Regions from separate parts of the Mus musculus genome. Here all the other regions are linked to region 2. The links are chromatin contacts, called in public HiChIP or PLAC-seq and promoter capture Hi-C maps. All regions are on one chromosome and are shown on one strand. Each heading gives the region's core, a stretch centred on a gene start, on an enhancer-like site or on the middle of the called end of the contact. The rest is flanking DNA. Distances are from core to core; before and after follow the strand shown. Region 1 holds the start of Arvcf (armadillo repeat gene deleted in velocardiofacial syndrome). Region 2 holds the start of Lztr1 (leucine-zipper-like transcriptional regulator, 1). Region 3 holds the start of Fgd4 (FYVE, RhoGEF and PH domain containing 4). Region 4 holds the start of Dgcr8 (DGCR8, microprocessor complex subunit). Region 5 holds the start of Rtn4r (reticulon 4 receptor).

Region 1 (2,851 bases), core at 57-2,556, 840 kb after region 2:
AATGGTGTTCATTTCAAGTAGCAATACCAACGGATTAGTAGCAACTGCCTTGACTCTGAAAAGCTCCTGGTATCAATTTGTATTGTAGGCGACCCAGAAGTGAGCTCCTGCTCCAGGCATTTACTTTCTTTGTCTTCACCAAGCAACCCTTATTGGGTGAGCACACTGGACTCAGCATAGGTGGGTGAAATATGACCATCTGGGTAGACCCCCTACACACACAAACGCACACACACACACACACCCTGGCCTCCATTAGCACTATCTGTAAGGGGCCTTGGGAAACACCGACAGCCCAGAAGAGTTGCTCATTTCCAGTGCACTCAGGATAAGAGGCTTCTGAGCAAGCACAGGCCAGATTCATTTCCACAGTCTGCACTTCCATCTCCTGTTTATGTTACAGCATCCCCCGTGGGTCCCCTCCACTGCCTTATGTCACTGCAGAGATGTGTTTGGTGTGCTTTACCTAGTAGGGAAATATGTGTTTATCTTTTCAGGCAGTGGATAAAGCTCCTTGATATTTCTCCAAGACTCAAAGCAGGGCAGAGGAAATCGGGACACCAGGGTGTAGTGGGGAAGAGATAAACACATAATTCCCCTTTCCCGGGAAGAGGACGCTTTTCATTGCCCCGGGGAAAGAGCAGTCTCATGCAGCTGTAGGGAGTGCCCAAAGGCTCTGTAAATACAGGCTTCATAGAAGAAAAAAAGCTCTAGTTTTTCTAGAGTCTGCTTTTGCCCTCAAAATCACTGCAACCATCCCCACTTTGTACCAGCCTAGCTGACCTTGTTCGTCCTTGCTGCAGGGGTTATGGGGACAGTGAGAGAGCCCCCAAGGCTGGAAGTCCAACGACTGGGTTCACGCCCTGGTTGCCTAAAGCCTCAATTTTCTATCTGTAAAATGGGATTTATCTTTACACTTGCGGAGTGTAAGATAAATACCATTCTATGCCAATAGAAAGGAATCGACGCTCAATGTCCGGTTAACAGCAGGATACCTGGGAACTTGGGGTGGAGATGGAGACAACGCTGCTGGAATCCGGGAGTGACCGCCTGCCCTGCAAGTTCCAGCTCAGGGCCTACTATCCCCAGAACTCCTCTGAAGATGGCCGGGAGGGGGCAACTCCGAGCCTCCTGCAGCTGCTGCAGCCACAGCATTCCGGGCAGGTGTCAGGGCCTGCTCTGCTAGGGGGCCGACCTGGGCTAAGACTGACAATACCAGGAACCCAACAGCAAGCCGCAATCTCTGCACATCCATCCAATCGGTGCGGGTTGCGGGGCGCGTCTCTCTACCAATGGGAAAATTCGCAGTTGGATGGGGCGGGGCGGAGGCCTCGTCTCCGGCCAGGTCCGCTTTGCGCACGGGCAGCGGGAGGGGTAGGAGGGCTAGCCTGCTTGCTGGCTGCTCCAGTAGGGGAGGAGGAGTGTTCCCCCCCTCACCTCCTCACAAGCACAAGTTGTGGCCCCGGGAGCCACTTTCGGTGCTGGGCGCTGGAGAGGCCGCTCCCCGCGCACCGGGGGACCTGGGGACGCCTGTCTTGGGGGCGGAGGCCGCGCTGCGGAGCCGCCCACGCCGCGCGCCAGGTGAGCTCGGCCGGGTGGGCGGGGTCCGGCTGTGGGCCTGGGGCTGGACACTCGGGCCCCGGCCAGGATTAGGGGTAGGTCCTGGGGGAGCGAGCTGGTATAGTGTCTAGACTGAGATGCGGACTAAGATAGGGACAGGGTCCTGGGCTCGGACTTTAGGTCTGGGTGGGGCTCGGAAGCTGGTTCTTCTGCTCACCCGCGCTCTAGCACACGACGGGTCCCCAGAGACCCGGGTGGTTGGGGGCGGGTCCCTTTGTGCATGACCTCAGGGCTCTGTCCAACCTGGCTACGGCGCCGGCTTCAGCCTCCGGGCTGTTCAGCCTCCGGGATGAACTGGACCCAGCTCCCACAGCTTTGCCCTCCGCGAGCCACTGCAGAGCCTGCAAGCAGGGACCCGACGGCTATGGAAACTTTACCAGGACTCGGGCGGCGAGGCTGGGGAACTTCCCGGGGTGGTACGGCTGTTGGTGAGCGCAGGGTCTTGGCGATGCCAAGGGAATGTCCCTACGCAGCGACGATGCTCCTAAGGCCTCACAAAAGAGAGAGGAGGCGCTGCTGGGAATCCCTTGTCTGGTGTCCCTGCTTGAATCTCCTCCCTAGATACCCCTACATTCCTCAGTGGGACACCAGCCCTGGAGAATATGCAAGTCTGGAGTTGCTCTGCTTCAGGAGGCCTGGATACCATGGCTTTCCCCTTTTAATTTTTAAATAATTAAATGCTACTTATATTCAATATTTAACTATTTGTTTCAGTGTCAGGTATCAGTGTCTAAGGTACTAGGGGACTGTCTCTGAGGATTCAGACATTTAGAAATGATGGAAAAGAAAGAAAATGCTTCTGTTTGTGTTAACTCTTAGGCTAGACTCTTAATGTGGGCTAACAATCCGAAATGCAAAACACATGCTTACTTTTATAAAGCTAAGGGATGGAGCCATACCCAAATTGTCTTTGGGAATATCTTTTCCCTAAGTAGGACCAGCTATGCATTGAGTGCCTGTAATTCCACACTGGGATCCCCAGTCCTTCTACCTCTCTTTTGGTCCAGGACCCGGGTAGTCTATCCAGAGCAAGTGTTGCCTGCTTTGGGGAGTGTCTCAGGATCTTGAGGATATACCAGGATGTTGAAGTTGGTCCCTGTGTTCTGAGGTTAAGTTTGCTTCAGAAACAGGTGGTCTAGAGAGATATTAGCTATCTGAAAAGGCCTGAACCTACAAGTTTGTGTCATCTGAGGTATTTGATGCTTCTTGTTGTCTATGACCACTTTCCATT
Region 2 (2,700 bases), core at 181-2,680:
GGATCCCTCACTGTGGAATCTGAGTCCTCCAAGGCTTGCCTTGACCTGTCTGCCTCGCCTCCAGCCAGGCTACCACAGCCTCCAGAAGATGGTCCATTCCTAATGCCTCAGCTGTCACTGACAGCTGGGTGTAGAGGCAGGACAGGCTCTGCCTTGGTTTCCTCTACTAGGACGATTTTCCCAGCAAGCCCCTTCAACATTACCTTAAAATTAAAACGCATGTCTCAGCAGAACTGTGTCCTAGTGTAATTGGGCCGACACTTAGAGCCAGGCATGATGTGACACATCTGTAATAGTGGCACTCAGGACAGAGGCAGGAGGGTTAGAAGTCTCAGTCTTTTGTTTTTTTTTTTTAAAAAAGCTTCACAAGCCAGAGACAGCTTTTGTATTTGTCCACTTAAGAGAGGTGGGAGCTGGGTCCTGCAGACTCCATGCTGCCACAGAAACCTGAGCTCAGACCAGGAGGTGGTGGCGCACACCTTTAATCCCAGTGCCCGGGAGGCAGAGGCAGGCAGATCTCTGAATTCAAGACCAACCTAATCTACAGAGTGAGTTCCAGGACAGCCAGAGCTACACAGAGAAACCCTGTCTGAAATAAAACAAAATGAAAATCACCTCATTGTTATTAACTCACAAATACACTCTGCTAGATTGCAGTAGTCACTCAAAAACCTATCCAGTTGCATTCTGTATATCTCTAGGTTTTGTTTTTGTACAGTTAGGATAGCCATTGTGAAGCTGCTCTTGACTTTTACTATTTTACATTTATAAGCTCTTACCAAAAAAATATGAAACTAGACCAACTGACATTATATCCATTTCACTACATGTGTCCCTTTTGCCTGAACTTCCTGAATCATTTCACGGGTGATTCAGCTGGCAGCAGACTACAAATAAAACACACACACACACACACAAATTGTGGTGTAGCCTAGTGGCAGAGTGCATGCTGATCAAATCCTAGGTTCAAAACCCACAGCAAAACAGAGAAAGGGGCTGGAGACATGGCTCAGTGGTTAAGAGCACCAGCTGCTCTTCTGAAGGTCATGAGTTCAAATCCCAGTAACCACATGGTGGCTCACAACCATCCGTAATGAGATCTGACGCCCTCTTCTGGTGCATCTGAAGACAGCTACAGTGTACTTAGATATAATAATAAATAAATCTTTTAAAAAAAGAGAGAGAAGGAGGGGGAGGAAGAGAGAGGAGAGAAATAAATGAAGATACTGCTCTCAACTGAGAACCCAGAGGTGCCCCGCCATCGAGAGTCCCAGACAAGAATGCCAAGAGAGAGCAGAGGGGGAGCAGTGAAGATCAGGTTTGGGGAGCACAAACAGAAGGTGGACAATTGAGCAGCTCGCTTGCAAGTCCGAAACCTCATCCTGGAGGAGGGCGGGGGGATCTTCCGGGAGACAGCAAAGCCCGACTACAAGGCATGCCGGGAGCGTGTAGCTCGCCGCTGCCTTGAGAATGTCAGTGGTTTACTATGGTCTGAGTGCGTATCCTGAAAGAGGAAACCCAAATCGAGACTTGGCCAGAAATACTTTCCAGAATGTGATGTGCTCGATATACGATAATGCGAGGAGCCGGGCTGCCAGGTTCCTCGATAGCGAGCCGCGTCGCGGGAAGCGCGAGGTTTGTCGGGAGGCCCGACAAACCGGCCGGAAGTGCTACACCAGCGGCGCAGGGCTCTCTGGGAAGTGTAGTCCTTTGGCTCTGCCCGGGCGGTGGCCGTGAGTCCTGCAACCTGGCGGCCTATCCAGCCTGAACAAGGGATGGCTGGCTCCGGAGGCCCCATTGGGTCCGGGGCCTTGACAGGAGGGGTACGCTCCAAGGTGGCTCCGAGCGTGGACTTTGACCACAGCTGCTCAGACAGTGTCGAGTACCTGACGCTCAACTTTGGACCCTTCGAAACAGTGCATCGCTGGCGGCGCCTCCCGCCCTGTGACGAATTCGTGGGCGCCCGGTACGACAGTGTACAGGGATCCTGAAGGCACTGGTAGTAGGGACGAGAGCTGGTCTTAGGACGGGCTGTAGGGACGAAATCCCGTGTGATGTCTTGGAGTATAGATTGGTCGTTCCCAAAGCTGAGTTCCCAGGGAACAGCACCGTAGTGATTCTAGGCAGGGTACCAGACTTGTGTTTCTGAGGATCCTGTTTGGGTCCCTGAGCTGTGAGGTATGAGTGGGAAGTCTGAAGCGTCCCCGATGTATGTCCTTGCTGTCTGAAGAACTGAAGGATCTCTATAGATCTTAGCAGTTGAGAGGCTTTGTCCAAACTTATGTGGTAGCAACCATGTGTGTAGTCCCATTTCTTGGGTGCCAGCTGGGAGAGTTCCGGTCTCACCACCCTTCACCCCTTCTTTCTTTCTAGGCGCAGCAAGCACACAGTCGTGGCATATAAGGATGCCATCTATGTGTTTGGTGGAGACAACGGGTGAGTTTGCCTGTTTTGATGGAAGTGGTGGCAGGGGATGATGACAGAGAGAGACAGAGGATGGGAGTCATTAGCTATGCCTTGTGAGCCTCTGTTTCGCCATCTGTGTGGTGCTTTGCCCTTGATTCCCATGTTACGGTGAGGAAGACCCTACCCCTAAAGCCCTTTTATCCAGCATTCAAACGGCAGCCTGTGCTAGGTTCATGGAGATATCCTTGTGTTGAAAGAGGAGACAGCTTTGGAAGAAACATGCTAGCCCTACTG
Region 3 (2,700 bases), core at 37-2,536, 910 kb before region 2:
CTCCCAGTATGGGGGTGGGGGAATGGGGAGGGCACAAATAAATAAAAGAGCAAACAGAACCCTTTCTCCTACAAGCATAGCTGCTTTGCAGAAATAATTTATAGACTATACTGTGACTCTTGAAAGAGGATGTTTCATATTTTGATCGTCTCTTCAAAGCATTTGAAAATAAATCTAGTAACATAACAGAGGCATCAGACCAGTGTCTGTGCTGAAAACAACGGGTGACAAAATGCGATGACAAAGCAAACCATTTTCACTTAATAACATTTTCATTCAGTTTGGTGAATCACAGCTAGAACTGGAAGAGATCTCCAGAATACTTTATCAGTTTCTTACTTCTACAGGAAATGATTACAGAGGACTCTCCGTGATCCAGTTCATGCATCATCTCACATCCTGACTTATCTAACGTGAACACACACTTAACACACCATCCATCACGATTTTCTGTCATGTGCCTTCTATAGCTTCGGGACAAGGAATAGACAGCATATTTACCAGTCTCGACATTGATCATATTGATAAAAACACAAAGCTGCTTGCTCAATCATTACAAAATGAAAGTAAAGAAGGGTGAGATTTCTTTTTAAGATTCAAAATATTCAAAAACATAAACATTATCTGAGTGTTTGACTTTTGCCCTCGGGAAGGGAGCGCCAGGGAACTAAGGTCAACTGAGCAGAGGAATTTGGTGAATCTTAAACAGCAGTATATTGAAAAATAGGTTGTACAATTCCTAATAAAGCTTTTTCTAAGGGCACACCTTTAGTTTTTTAAGAACAAGCTGGCCATATTCTTGAAGCTTTGGGAGAAAGAACAAACTAACTAGGAATAGTGTCCTGCGGGGTAACTAACCTGTGAGGATCCCTTTCACAACAGAAGGCAGCCCTTTCCCCCAGGTCCTCAACAGCCAAAGGCACACACCCACACCCACTCCACTCCTAACACCCCGTCAAGCCCCCAACACGCGGCACGCCCTCCGCCAGTCCCCAACACAGGCGTCACGCCCCCAACACGCGCGGCACGCCCCCCGCCGGCCCCCCAACACGCGGCACGCCCTCGCTCCGCTCACCCACGCATTACCTGCGGCCTGGCTGGGTTGCGCGACACGGTCAAGGCGCCGCAATTGCGGCGAAGGCCTGCTCCAGGGCCGGGGGATCCCGGGCGGCAGGTAGGAGCCTGACTTCCGCCGGATGGCCACCCGCCTGAAGTTATGGTCGCTCTCGCTGTTCATGGTGGCCTGCGGTCACTCCCGCAAGCCTTGCCCCGCGCGCGTCCAGGTTGCGCGACTCCCTGCGCTCCCTCCCCGCGCAGGCCTCGCTTCCCGGGCCTGCGCTCCGACTCCGTCGTCGGACTCTCCGGCAGCGGCCGGCCCAGGCCGCCCCCGCTGCACAGCCAATCGCCAGAGTGCAGCGCGGTCCCGCCCGAGCGCCGAAGAGGCTTGGGGGGGACCGGCGTCGCCCATTGGCCCAGGGGAAGGCAGAGTGCACCTGCCTGGCTCACCTGAACCTCAGAAACGCCTCATCAGCTTACTTACCGACCACGCCCTGGGATGCTGGAAGAACAGTCTGGCTGTTACTCACCACACTTTCAAGAGCCAAAGTCTCCCAGGCTACCGCGCTGCAAACTTTAGGTAAGGAAACCCAGCTTTGAAAATGACTGAGAAGCCGGAATTCCAGATGCACCGCCGGCTCTTGGAAGAAGCGAATCAGCTTGCCGGGAGCGCTGTTCAAGCAATAAGGAAGCGCAGCTCTCACCTTAAAGGGAATAAAAGTTTCTTCTGCAGCCCTTTTGAGTAACCATGGCCCAGGAACACAGATTTAGACAACCTCAAATTCCATGTTCCAATGCGGAAGCAGTCTTAGAGTTTCACAGAACAAAGAAAGTCGTAAATCAAGGCAAGTTTAAAGTCCATTGGTAGGTATATCAGAGAGGCGGTTACCAGCAAGATGGAGGTTTTTGAATAGGCTTGAGATACTATCTCGTGACATTCTTAGCTTTGTGGTTGCTAGAAGTCATCTAAGTCAGTCAATAGATTCCAAAGGTTAGTTTAATCTGTTAGTCATGGGATGTTAGTTTTAAAGTAGAGGTGGACAAGAAATGACTGTTCCCCTGGGCTAAAGCTAGGCCAAGGTAAGTTAATTAGCCTCTGGGCTTGCAGCGTTCTAACCTCTCTACAGTACTGAAGTTCTAACCAGCCAGTCAGTCGGTGCAGACAGATTCCCTTCAGATTTCATCCACAGAATAACACTGGTTTCCAGAACAGCACAAGACCCAGTTTATCATGACCACTGTTAAAGATAATGTAGTAATAAAGTCAACAGATTTATGAATATGAAGCAGTTTCCAATGTACATTTCCACGGCAGAAAAAGGACATGACCACAGAGAAAAGACAAAAGTAGCTAACATGGTTACCTGGCTCAAGACAATAGCTTTTTTTTTTTTTAAAGATTTATTTATTTATTATATCTAAGTACACTGCAGCTGTCTTCAGACACTTCAGAAGACACTTCACACACTTCAGAAGAGGGAGTCAGATCTCCTTACGGATGGTTGTGAGCTACCATATGGTTGCTGGGACTTGAACTCAGGACCTTCAGAAGAGCAGTCGGGTGCTCTTAACCGCTGAGCCATCTCACCAGCCCGACAATAGCTTTTAAAGTCCCCTAAATACAAGAAAAGTTTGTCCTCTCTC
Region 4 (2,700 bases), core at 82-2,581, 780 kb after region 2:
ACCTATTTGGTGTTAAAGTGGAATAGACAACTAGAAGCAGGAGATTGGAGATCAGAAGGGAGGACAGACAGTACTGGAGATGGGAGTCATGGAAGATGTCAAAGGAAACTGATGTGAAAAGTACATAGGATCACATGGGAGGGGAATGATGACAAGAGAAGGCCAAACTGGGCAAACCAGTCAAAATCATGTTTCTCACAAGGTAAAATTCAGACAGCCACTGTGAACTGCCTGCTCCACATGTTTGGCAACACAGCTCAAAGGGTAGCCCTCCTGCCTGTAAACCTCACTATTCTTCAGCTGACTGGACCTATGGATGCAGATTTTGATTTGCCAATTAGACTGTGAGCAAGTCAGACCCACTGCTGGCTCCCCTGGACCCTGGCACAGGGCTTACCCAAAACATGTGAACAACTCCTACTTGCTGAACGGATGGCCAGTGCTACAGCTGCAGCCTCCCGCTCAACCCAAAGGCAGTATGACCTCATCAATTCCTTTGTCACCCCGCAAATCCTATTCTAAACTGAAAGGCCACACTAGCTGGGCCAGCCTTTCACTATCTTCGGTTAGTGATGGATTACAGTGGGAACTGAGCCACTTCCAAGGCTGGGAGTCTAGTTTGAGCCAGCAGAGAGTGGGCACCCTAATAGTGATTGGCATACAAGAGTCAACAACCCAACACAGGACATCTCTGCATCTGGCAATAAGGTACATGCAAGCATGCAAGATGGCAAATCAAATTCCTACCATCAGCAACCCAAATCCACTGGATGATACTACTTGACATGTATCGCTGTCAACAGGTTGCCACTTGCCATTTATTTCTACAACGTTCATTGTTACTGTAAAACCACATTCTGATAAGCTACATGACACTTCATCCACGGGTAATTTGGTGGAGACTTGGGCGGTTTCTTGGCTTTTTCCAAACAAAACAGGCGGAGTTCGGGGCGTTGAGGTGTCCCTGCCCACACCTCTCCCGCCAGAAGGCGAGGCAATGGCTTCGGGCCCACCGCCCAGGGGGCTTCGTTACCAGGCAGACAGCACCCTACGTTCATGATGCCTGGGCTCCGGGCCCGGCCCCCACTGCACAAAGGCCGCGACTCCGCGTGGCCCAGCCCGCCTAGCGCGCCGCGCCCCGCCCCGAGCCCCGGCCTGTGGCCTCGCCCGGGAGGGGTGGGGGTGGAAGGAGGGAAGGAAAGGGCGCAGCCTCTCCAGGCCGCAGCGCCCGCCGCCCGCGGGGCGCCCATCGCGCCCCGCACCTACCTGTGGCGCCCGCGACCTGCCCGAGCCGCCCGCAGCCCGACCACAGCCGGTCGACCCTCACCGACCCCGGCGCCGCCACAACCCGCGAAGGCCCTTGCAAAGCGCTCGGCTCTTGAGACCCGCTGCCGCGCGGGCGAGCGGAAGGCGGGCCTTGGCGGAGGGCTACCAATCACGGCGCACGGCCTCCGCGCATTGGGGGAGCCGGGAGCGGGCTGAGGCGGCCGCCAATCGGCAGCGCGAGGCGCGCGCGGCCCAATTGCGAGGCGCTATGGAGACCGGGATGGGCGGGACCAGCCGCAAGCCTGGCACTTCTAACGGCTGTCGCTCCGGGTGGGGCTGAGTTGCGGCCGCGGGGCGCGCCGGGAGAGAGGCGCGTAGAGGCTGCCGGGAGCCGGGGAGCGCGGGAGTGCGAGGGACGCTGGGAGCTCATCTATGAGCTGGCCTCTGTTGAGCTCAATAGTCACTTTTGAGTTTGCGAATGACAATGGACCTCCGGCTCTGGGTCGTCCCAAGGACAATGTTGGAGGTACACCCATCCTAGAAAGTCAACGGATAAGATGCGCGATGCGGAGGATAGGAAAGGAGTTTTACTCGCAATATCATCACACCAGGAAGGACAAAGATCTGATGACTAAAAATGTTCGCTGTGCTTACAGCATCCTCCGTGTCAAAAAAGGAAGGAGAAGCAGAGCCGATTGGGGGTCCTTTTAGTTTGGGGTGGACCTTAGGTAGGCCTTGCAGACTTGTGTCAGTGCCAAAGACCATAAAGAAACTTAAGCAGTTCCAGACTCATCTGACACCCGTGGTAGCAGTATGAGACTTAGGAAAATTCTTTAGGACAGAAGTGACTCAGAAACAAAATGAAGTTAGCCAGGTCTGTTCCTGAGCCCTTCAAATCCCGAACCCACAAACCATTACTTCATTGCTATAAGCCCGGGACTAAGGTGGGGATAAGTTATATTTATACTATCCAGAACCTCAAATAGTTTAGCTTTCCTTTAGGTTCTGATTCAAGTCAATAAGTGTAATAAAAATTTTATAGAAAACTGTCTGCCGTTAGGCAAACACTTCAGTAATTGCTGCTGGACATGAAAAGTGGATGCTAAAAACACGACTAAAGGGTAACATGTTGAAGAACTCACGGTCTCAGCACACTTGTGTTAATGCTAAAAGCACTGAGTTATATCCCTAAGGTTGGGGAGATTGTATCTATTTTTTTTTTTAAGATATATTTTATTTATATTAGTACACCATTGCTCTCTTCAGACACAACTGAAGAGGGCATCAGATCCCATTACAGATAGTTGTGAGCCACCATGTGGTTGCTGGGAATTGAACTCAGAACCTCTGGAAGAGTAGTAGGTGCTCTTAACCACTGAGCCATCTCTCCAGCCCCAATTGTATCTATTTTAACAAAATAGAAAAGTTTCTCCC
Region 5 (2,700 bases), core at 201-2,700, 620 kb after region 2:
TCGATGGGGGAAGTGCCCTCTCTAAGCCACTGAGCAAAGATGGTAGCCCAGGACTCTAGCCTGGTCTTCAGATTTTCAGCCATGTCCCACGACATGAGGTGGTTGGAGCCACACCAGCCACTGGTGTGGGCACTGCTGGATTCGAGGACACTGGGAGAAAGGTGTTGGTCTAGGCTATAGGCCATGGCCTTCTGCTGGCTCTTTGAAGTTGGCTTTGGGTTATTCATCTGTCACTGGGTGGCCAGCCTCCCATGTGGTGGGGAGTGGAAATGAGAACTTACTGAGTCACATAGGGGTCAATCTGGTGGCACTTGGTGACCAGTATCCAATGAAGAAGTGGCCGTGAGTGCCTGCCCTGCCTTAACCTCATCTCACACATTTCAGTGACCTGAAAAATCCAAGTCAAATGAACAAGGACAACTGGGACAAAGCACACAGAGGTGTGGTTGGGGACACAGCCAGGGCAGGACCGAGCAGTGTAGCTTCCATATATGGCCAGAAAGCCATTCCATTGCAGGCTCTTCAGCGCTCTCCACCCCTGAAGCTTATGCCATACTGGGTGTTCTCTTTCTCTACTGAGACAGGCGGACCATGGGCCCTATCCAGCTCTCTGGCTAGATAATGTGCAGGACAGATACAGACAACGACCTGGCAGCCAGCCGAAGCACCTCTACCACCACCCCACCCCAGAATGCACCTAAGAACTCCAGATAGAGCACCCAAGCAGGAATGGGAGATGGGACATGTTGGGGGGGGGGGTTGCCATTAGGAACATTGGCCTTATATTGATCTGGCTTGGTGGAGGGTGGGTCCAGAGGATTCTTCGGACTTTGTAATCTCCATTGCAAAGGGGAAATGATAGGAGCTTGTGCAGAGGCAGGTGCAGACAAAGCCTGAGTGTCCTTCCTGGGACAGGGAACTACAAAGCTGGAGAGAGCACTACTGCGCTATTACACCTTGCCTCTCAGTTTTCTTACCCAGTCGCCTAGGACAGTTTCGAGCAAAGGGCTTTAAGGGGCAAGCGGAGGCGGGCCATGCAAAGGCCTGCTGCATCTGTCCGATGCCCAGGACTCCCTTCGGGACTCAGCCTGTGCCGCCACGCCCTCGAGCCCGCGCCCACGGCCGGTTCCGGGACGCGGTGCCCGCGGCCGCCTGCAGGGGCCGCCGCCTCTTCAGGAATGCGCCGCCTTTGTCTGGGACCGCGCGTGGCCCGTGCACCGGGTGGCTGAGCGCGTCCTGCCACTTGCACCGCGCTCCGGACACCCTCGCCTCCCCTCCCGTCGCCCGCCCGCTTGCCCTACACCCCGTACCCACCGGTCCGCCCCAGCGCGGCGCGCCCAGGTGAGCGCCCCGCCCGGCGCCAGGCCCCGCCCCGGCCCCGCCCCGCCCGGACCGGCGGGGAGACCGGGCGGATTCCGCGCGTCAAACCACATGATCCCATAAAACATTCATCCTCTCCTGGCCCGCGCTGCGAGCGCCCCGCCAGTCCGCGCCGCCGCCCTCACCCTGTGCGCCCGCAGCCCGCGAGCCCAGCCCGGCCCGGTAGAGCGGAGCGCCGGAGCCTCGTCCCGCGGCCGGGCCGGGACCGGGCCGGAGCAGCGGCGCCTGGATGCGGACCCGGCCGCGCGCAGACGGGCGCCCGCCCCGAAGCCGCTTCCAGTGCCCGACGCGCCCCGCTCGACCCCGAAGATGAAGAGGGCGTCCTCCGGAGGTGAGTGTCAGCGCCGCTCCGGAGACAGGCTGCAGCGGGGCGGGGCGGGGGGGACGCAGGGCATGGCTCACGCTGCCAGAGATGGAGCCGGGTCGCCGGTCGCTCCCGAGGGCCACCGCAGTGCCACGCCGCGCGCTGGCCGCTAGCAACTGGGCCCTGGGAGGGCGGAGCCCGCGGCAGCCGCAAAAGTTGCGGCTTTGCGGGAAAGTTGACAGCGACGGCGGGGCCAGGGATGGAGGGTACGAGGTTCCAGATGTTGGACCAGGGCCGGGTGGAGACTGAGGGCTGGAAGGGCGGGGTCCCACCTGAGAGCGCAAAGGCGGCGAATGGGTTAATGAGCGGGTTTGCAGAAACGTGGGCACCGGACCGAGATGGGGTCTGCCCAGCGAACCCTGCTCAGAAGCTGTTTCTTTGGGGTCAAACGGAGTAGGGATGAATACGGGTGTCAGCAGCAGCAGAGGGCGTGGGGGACAGGGCGATCCCAGAGCTATCTCTGGAGCAGGTAGAGAGGAGAACACACACACACACACACACACACACACACACACACGCAAGGCAATGTCTCCTCCTCGGAGATCGGGAGAGCTCCTGAGAGTGAGCGGCTCCATTGAGGGGCGTTGGTGCTCGAAACACCCCCTCCTTGGCAGCCCTGTGGGATTCCCTCCTCCCATCCGGTTGCAAAGCCCCCACAGTAGGGGCAAGGGAGGATGGGCTTCATGCAGGTTGGACATGCCTTACCTGGAGAATCTGGGGTGAACACATTGCCTTCCCCAGGTGCCCACCCTATCTACCCTGCTGATGTCCATGGTGCCGCAGGCTGCACACACGTTTCTTTGCACGTGTCTACATGGGCTACATACAGCCTTGCACACCTCCAGTGCACATGCATACCAAATCTGCCCTAGTGTGCACATGCACATAAATGCTATAAGCACATCCCTGTACTCGGGTGCATAGCTCTGTCCTCACTCCTGCCTACACACCTATGA

The links. Promoter capture Hi-C pulls out the DNA fragments that hold promoters and counts their contacts. HiChIP or PLAC-seq counts read pairs in DNA pulled down with a chosen protein or histone mark. Capture Hi-C pulls out chosen DNA fragments and counts their contacts.
Region 1: a contact with region 2 is called in an HNF4G HiChIP or PLAC-seq map of pancreatic cancer cells. The contact joins the promoter of Arvcf here to the promoter of Lztr1 in region 2. A contact is called at or near these places in 2 of 115 datasets of contacts at active chromatin or transcription factors (bone marrow-derived macrophages and pancreatic cancer cells).
Region 3: a contact with region 2 is called in a FOXA1 HiChIP or PLAC-seq map of pancreatic cancer cells. The contact joins the promoter of Fgd4 here to the promoter of Lztr1 in region 2. A contact is called at or near these places in 2 of 115 datasets of contacts at active chromatin or transcription factors (pancreatic cancer cells and pro-B cells).
Region 4: a contact with region 2 is called in a promoter capture Hi-C map of liver, with 2.7 times the contacts expected there. The contact joins the promoter of Dgcr8 here to the promoter of Lztr1 in region 2. A contact is called at or near these places in 4 of 39 promoter capture datasets (the C10 cell line, fetal liver and liver).
Region 5: a contact with region 2 is called in a promoter capture Hi-C map of pancreatic islet. The contact joins the promoter of Rtn4r here to the promoter of Lztr1 in region 2.

What each region holds. Positions count from the first base shown.
Region 1 is chr16:18,346,876-18,349,726 of GRCm38.p6, forward strand. It overlaps Arvcf (armadillo repeat gene deleted in velocardiofacial syndrome), which reads left to right and starts at 1,307. Exons shown (of 18, transcript NM_001272029.1): 1 at 1,307-1,581. It also overlaps a transcript of Tango2 not described here.
Region 2 is chr16:17,507,253-17,509,952 of GRCm38.p6, forward strand. It overlaps Lztr1 (leucine-zipper-like transcriptional regulator, 1), which reads left to right and starts at 1,431. Exons shown (of 21, transcript NM_025808.4): 1 at 1,431-1,966; 2 at 2,374-2,436. The coding sequence starts at 1,776. Aifm3 (apoptosis-inducing factor, mitochondrion-associated 3) reads left to right here. Exons shown (of 20, transcript NM_001291070.1): 20 at 1-230.
Region 3 is chr16:16,598,692-16,601,391 of GRCm38.p6, forward strand. Fgd4 (FYVE, RhoGEF and PH domain containing 4) reads right to left here and starts at 1,287. Exons shown (of 17, transcript NM_001301817.1): 1 at 1,087-1,287. The coding sequence starts at 1,237.
Region 4 is chr16:18,287,837-18,290,536 of GRCm38.p6, forward strand. Dgcr8 (DGCR8, microprocessor complex subunit) reads right to left here and starts at 1,332. Exons shown (of 14, transcript NM_033324.2): 1 at 1,267-1,332.
Region 5 is chr16:18,126,192-18,128,891 of GRCm38.p6, forward strand. It overlaps Rtn4r (reticulon 4 receptor), which reads left to right and starts at 1,451. Exons shown (of 2, transcript NM_022982.3): 1 at 1,451-1,711. The coding sequence starts at 1,690. It overlaps Gm52241, which reads right to left. Exons shown (of 2, transcript XM_030249377.1): 1 at 2,450-2,700; 2 at 1,423-2,016. The coding sequence starts at 2,473. The coding sequence ends at 1,423.